Regions from separate parts of the Hordeum vulgare genome. Here region 2 is linked to region 1. The links are chromatin contacts, called in public Hi-C maps. All regions are on one chromosome and are shown on one strand. The core of a region is the stretch at or near the end of the contact, and the rest is flanking DNA. Distances in the headings are between cores, read along the strand shown. Region 1 holds the start of LOC123402428 (mediator of RNA polymerase II transcription subunit 23). Region 2 holds the start of LOC123404756 (probable potassium transporter 16).

What was found. Hi-C and Micro-C count contacts between places; a contact is called where the count stands out from the background.
Region 2: a Hi-C map of leaf shows a contact between it and region 1, with 5 times the contacts expected there. The contact joins the promoter of LOC123404756 here to the promoter of LOC123402428 in region 1. A contact is called at or near these places in 4 of 6 Hi-C or Micro-C datasets (leaf and seedling).

What each region holds. Positions count from the first base shown.
Region 1 is chr6H:492,327,792-492,330,704 of MorexV3_pseudomolecules_assembly, reverse strand. It overlaps LOC123402428 (mediator of RNA polymerase II transcription subunit 23), which reads left to right and starts at 1,472. Exons shown (of 21, transcript XM_045096352.1): 1 at 1,472-1,769; 2 at 1,868-1,911; 3 at 2,202-2,301; 4 at 2,384-2,913. The coding sequence starts at 1,629.
Region 2 is chr6H:492,501,677-492,504,589 of MorexV3_pseudomolecules_assembly, reverse strand. LOC123404756 (probable potassium transporter 16) reads right to left here and starts at 1,525. Exons shown (of 10, transcript XM_045098700.1): 1 at 1,220-1,525; 2 at 1-126. The coding sequence starts at 1,363.

The DNA of each region.
Region 1 (2,913 bases), core at 223-2,722:
CCAGAACGGTCCCCAGATGGGATCTTGCGGAGACAGAAACTTACGGCGGCGGAAAAGTATTTTCGTGGCTCTCTTCCATGGTTTCAGTTTTTTAGGGAATTTATAGGCGGAAGAAGTAGGGTAAAGGAGCCAGCGGGGGGCACAAGCCTGCTAGGTGCGCCCCCCTCCCAGGCCGCGCCTAGGGGGCTTGTGGCCTCCCCCGGAGTCCTTTGCCTTGGTTCTCAAGTTCCCTGCGTATCTTCTGTTACGGAAAAAATCATTCCGAAGATTTTATTCCGTTTGGACTCCGTTTAATATTCTTATGTGAAAAGGGTCAAAAACACGGAAAAAACAGGAACTGACACTTGGCACTGAGTTAATAGGTTAGTCCCAAATAAGATATAAAATGCATACAAAACATCCAAAGTTGACAAGATAATAACATGGAAACATAAAAAAATATATATACGTTGGAGACATATCAAGCTGCGACCCACAATCAAAGAAAAAAAAAGCTACATTAGTATTCTAGAAAAGCTACAACGGTGATGCACGAGAGCTGCAACCCGTGGTGCTGCGAGCACCAGTGACCGGAGGAAACAACTACAACCGACGACGCGAAAGCATCAATCGACTTCTGGAAAAGATGCAACCAACAATGAGAAAGCTTCAACCCGCTTGCGAAAAAGCTTCAACGAGAAATGGTGACTTGTGGCGAGGGCAGCCTCTGCTACAAGCGGCGAGCTTGACAACGATGGCGAGCGACAACAACATGAGCTATAAGAATAACGACTATACGTGGCCATATCTCGGCCCGGGCCGGGCCTAAAAAACCCATGATACAAAACCCAGGCCCGAGCCCGGCCCGGCCCGACCGTCGGGCCTAATTTTTGAGCCCAGGCCCGGCCCAACCCGACGTAGGTGTAAAATCAGATTTCATGGGTTCGGGCCCGGCCCGGCCCGAACCCGGGCTTGATTATCAGGCCTGAGCCCGGCAGGTGGACAAGGTCGGGTCGGGCCGGGCTGCCCATGACCGGATATAACGACGACTAGCAGCGAGGACGACCAACGAGGGTGACGACCAGTGATGAGGACGATCAACGAGGACGGCATACGAGAGGGGGCGACGGGAGAAGGACAGCTCGACGGAAGGAGCGTCGCCGCGCTTGGACGAGGACGGTCGACGAAGGGCTCGCGTTTGTTGGTTGAAGGTTGGGGATACGGGAGGAGATCTGACGATAAAGGATGACAATATCTGATAATCAAGATGCGACGGATTCATATTTAAACCGACACGTCAACATAGATCACTCGCCAAAAATAATTAAAGGAAAGAAAGAAAGCTGATAAAGCGGTAAACGAGGAGGAGAGTCACGGAGGAGGAAGAACGAGTGACAAGTCGTGTGGGAGGTCAACCCAGATTTTTACCTGTCAGTTGACACCTATCTGTTCCTCCAGCCTCTGCCCGAAGCAGCGGCTCTGATCAGGCTTCAAACCTCAGGGTTACACATCACGCCGTCCGTTCCATCTCTCTCCCCAAACGCGGCGGCACCAGGCTGCTTCCACTCTTTCTAAACCCTCACTCCTGACATTCCCCTCCCGGTCGGGGTCGGACAGCCGCACCACTCGCCGGCGACGCGTCGTCGGAGATGGACGGGGGCCACGGGCAGAGGCAGCCGCTGTCGCCGGCGATCTCGGCCACGGCGGTGCTGCCGCACCAGCGGCAGATGCAGCTCCTCCAGCACCCGGCGCGCCCGGCAATCGCCGATCTCTTCACCCTGTACCTCGGCGTGCGTGCCCATCCCTCCCCCCCCCCCCCCCCCCCAATCTTTCGCCCTATGCTCTCGCCAAACCCTAGTTCTGACCCTGCGTGCCCGTGGCCTTGCAGGTGAACTCGAAGCAGCGTGTCGAGGACCCGGCGAGGGAGACCTCGTAAGTTGCTTCCTCTCCTGTGGGCTTCAAATCGGGTCGGATTTCGTGCGTAGTACAGTATTGTTTGGTTGAGGTGGTATGATAGATGATATGGGATTATGTTTGTGCCGCTATTTGTTTTATTATTACTGCACATGGCGTTAGCTGAGCGAATGAAGATTATACCTTCTTCAGTTCCATATTATGCTGACAATTTTGAAGTAGCTCGTGCAACCCTGGTGTGGTAGCTGTCTTTCTTGTACATTGTCTTATAGCACCTGTCCTGTACTCTGACCATGCGGATTATTCAGGAACAAGCTGCAGAAGAGAGTGTCTGCTCATACCAGAGATCTGCCTCCCCGCGACGAGCAGTTCATTTCAGATTTTGAGGAGCTGTGCATGCCGTTTCCAGTAAGCAGAAGCATTACACGAATATTCATTTTGACCACAGGGCAAAAACAGAAGTAATTGATTATATTTCCCTTTTTCTTAGGACCAGGAGCAGTTACAGGCTGTCACGGAATCAGTTCTCATCTCATTTGTTCTGCAATGCAGTAGCCACGCTCCACAATCTCAGTTCCTGCTCTTTGCTACGCAGTGCCTCTGCGCTCGTGGCCACCTTAGATGGGACAGCCTCATTCCATCTCTACTTAGTGCAGTTTCCTCCGCCGAGGCACCAATGGGCCAAGGCGGTTCTGTGAGTGTTGGTGGCCCTGTGTCTTCTTCATCAGCTATTGCAGTGCCAAATGCTCCAAGCTTTCACGCTTCAAATCCTACGTCTCCCTTGTCAGCAATGAACACTATAGGATCTCCAACTCAATCTGGTATTGATCAACCTGTAGGGGCAAATGTGTCACCCATGAAGGCAGCTGAATTCTCTACTCTTGGGCAGCCTGGTACAACATCAAGAGGTGATCAGTCCCGCAGAGGAGCACAAGTTAGCTACCTGCATCATTTATCCTGTAGGATTATTTTAGCTGGTCTGGAGTCCAATTTGAAACCAGCTACTCATGCTGTGATATT
Region 2 (2,913 bases), core at 276-2,775, 170 kb before region 1:
GTCGTCCTCGTGCCCGACGCCGTACTTGAAGGTGTTGGAGAAGACGTAGAGCGGCGACGTCCCGAGGTCGGCGTAGAGGATGCCCACGCACTGGAATCCCAGCCGCAGCGTCCTCACCCAGTTGTCCTGTAGGTACGTAGTAACGTAGGAGTAACATTTACAGTAAGTATAAAGCTTGGACTTTAGATCAAAGATATTAAAGATTCTTCTATGCATGCATATGCAGGTGCATATACTACACTAAACAACAACTTGACACCCGAGCAGAGACCAACTTGATAGGTAGGAGTAACATTTACAGTATCAAGCTTGGACTTGGATCGATCCACATGTCAATTCTTCTACTACCTAGTAATAGAAGCTAGAGTATGCACATGCAGGTGCAGGTTGTGTATAATATAATAATATAAAGAACAACAACTTGATTAGTCTGCCCGAATAGTCTAAGTGGTGGAAAACAACGGACGGCAACTCTGAGAAATCTCCTTGCTCCCTTTACAACGTCCAACAGTAGTAGGAACGCGCTATATGCTTCATCTCCACGTACCACACGATGCTCGGTGACACGCCCGCTCGTTCCTCCTCCATCCAGCACCGGAGACGACAGTGTGATAGGAACATTTACAGTGTCATGCATATGCATACTGAGTCTGCATGCCCGGCCGAGTACGGAGTCCAAGTGGTGGAAAACAACGGTACGGTAGGTCTGACAAATCCCGTTACTTACTAGTTCAACAACGTCGAACAAATCCCGTTACTTACTAGTTCTACAACGTCGAACAGCGGTAGGATTGGGAACGTGCTGCCTATCTCTACGTAGCAATAGCACCATGCTCGATCGGTCACACGCTATCTTCTCCTCCTCCCAGCTGCTTCAGCTCCGGCGCGGAGGCAGGAACACGGTGGTGGTGCCGTTCATACGTCGTAGGTTCAGTTACGTACGTACGACATAACCGCGCGACAAGGAGGAGAGAATGCTAGCTTAATCTGACGGAGCAGCGTCAGCGGAGGGAGAAACCACAGCCCACAGTGGGTGCTGCCGCCATTCGCCGTCAGGTTAGGGAGGCGGAAGCCACGGCGCTAGGCGGACACGGTGACCATGGCACCATGCAGTCCGAGTGGCCATGGCGCGGCGATGAACATAGATACTACTGAGGTAGGATAACAACGCGCCAGCAAGTCCTACCAACGGCGTCGCCAAGCATGCATGCATGCATACCTGTCCATGGTGGCCGCCGTGGGCGGGCCTGGTGGCGTCGCGGTAGAGCGAGTCCTGCCGCGGCACGTCCGCCGGCGGCACCTCGACGTCGCCGCCGCTGTGCGGCACGATCTCCAGGCTGCTCCTCGCGCTGCCCATCGCCATCGATCTCTCCTCCACAGCACAGCCGCTCCTCCGCTCGACGTCCTACGCGCCGCTACTTATAACGGCCTTTATCTGCTGCTTTTTGCTCTGATCTGCTTACGTCCCGGCGGAGCTCATCCCGTTCCGAGCTGCTTATAACGCCCTTTATAAGCGCAGGCAGCCGCGCCGGGAGAGGTTGGGTTGGGTTGTGGGCTACTCGACTGACTTCTCGTTACTGACCACTTGATAGTTGTTACCGATCGACTTGTCTCGTTAATTCGCTGGCTGCTTTTGCTTGCTTGCTTGCTTGCTGCAACAGTTTACCAGTGGATCCATCACGCACGTCGGTCCATCGTCAATCTTGACTTGCTCAACGACTCATTAATTTTGGACGGAAAGTCGCCAATGGCGTTGTACCGGCCGACGCGCGCGACGTGGCGCTATAAAAATAGCGGGAATAGTAGCTCCTCTCGATCTAGACTGGAATCACGCGTGCGGCGTGCCCTTGCGCTCCCGTTGGATCAGAAAATCTGCTGTTCACATGTGTTATACGTACATTTTATTTTACTAGTAATAATCAGGAGCGTGGATGAGGGTCCGAAACTGAATTTCGTCATGCCTTCCGTTTCGAGGAGACGAAAACGATGGTCCTGCGTGTACCATGGGCTGCTAGCTTGCTAAAAGCCGCCGCTTATGTTTGTGGCAAGTCAAAATAAAACTGTTTGCGACCTGTGGCTTGGTAGGACTTCGAAATGTGACAATTGACGTATGTGCTTATGTTTTTCTGTGGTTTGTTAAAGGTTTGTAAAAGAAAAAGTCGAAAAAATAAAATTGACTTCAAACAAAACTTATATACTTTGACCAACCAAGATGACAAACTAACAACAAAGGTAAGAAATGGCAAAAAAAAACATGTTTGAACGGCTTACAGCCTAACGTGTTGTAGCCAAAGAAAAAAGAAATAGGACAAACTGAAAACTACACCACCAGAAGGGAGGGGAAGATAAATAAAGCAGATACTGACACTACTAGAAAAAACGCAATCTCTAGATATAGATTGACTTATCACACATTTAACCTGAAAAAAGGTCAGTAACTTCAATTTCATCTTACCTTCCGTTTAAAGAAAAAAAATATTATCTTTTGTGTACCATGGATTAAGCCGCCACTTACATATGTGAAAGTCAATCTATATCTAGAAATGTTCCAGACACTGTTGCGACTTGTGGCTTGATACGACCTTTAACGGTGATAAGATTTTACGTGAAAACAATATCATTAGATTCACATTGAAATATATTTTCATATGATGCATGCTTGGTATTGTAGATGCTCATATATTTTTTTCGATAATTTTAATCAAAATTGATCAAATTGGACTTAACTTATATGTACTTTAAATTTCACAGAGAGAAAAAAATATAGTCCAGTTAGAGGCGTGGCATAAGTGTTAACCACATACCGGTGGGATAGTACGTGCCGGGACATATAAATGAAATGAAGCGCTGACACAGAACAATAAATTGACAGAAAATGACATGATGCAAAAATTCCAAGTCTTGTGTGCGAAC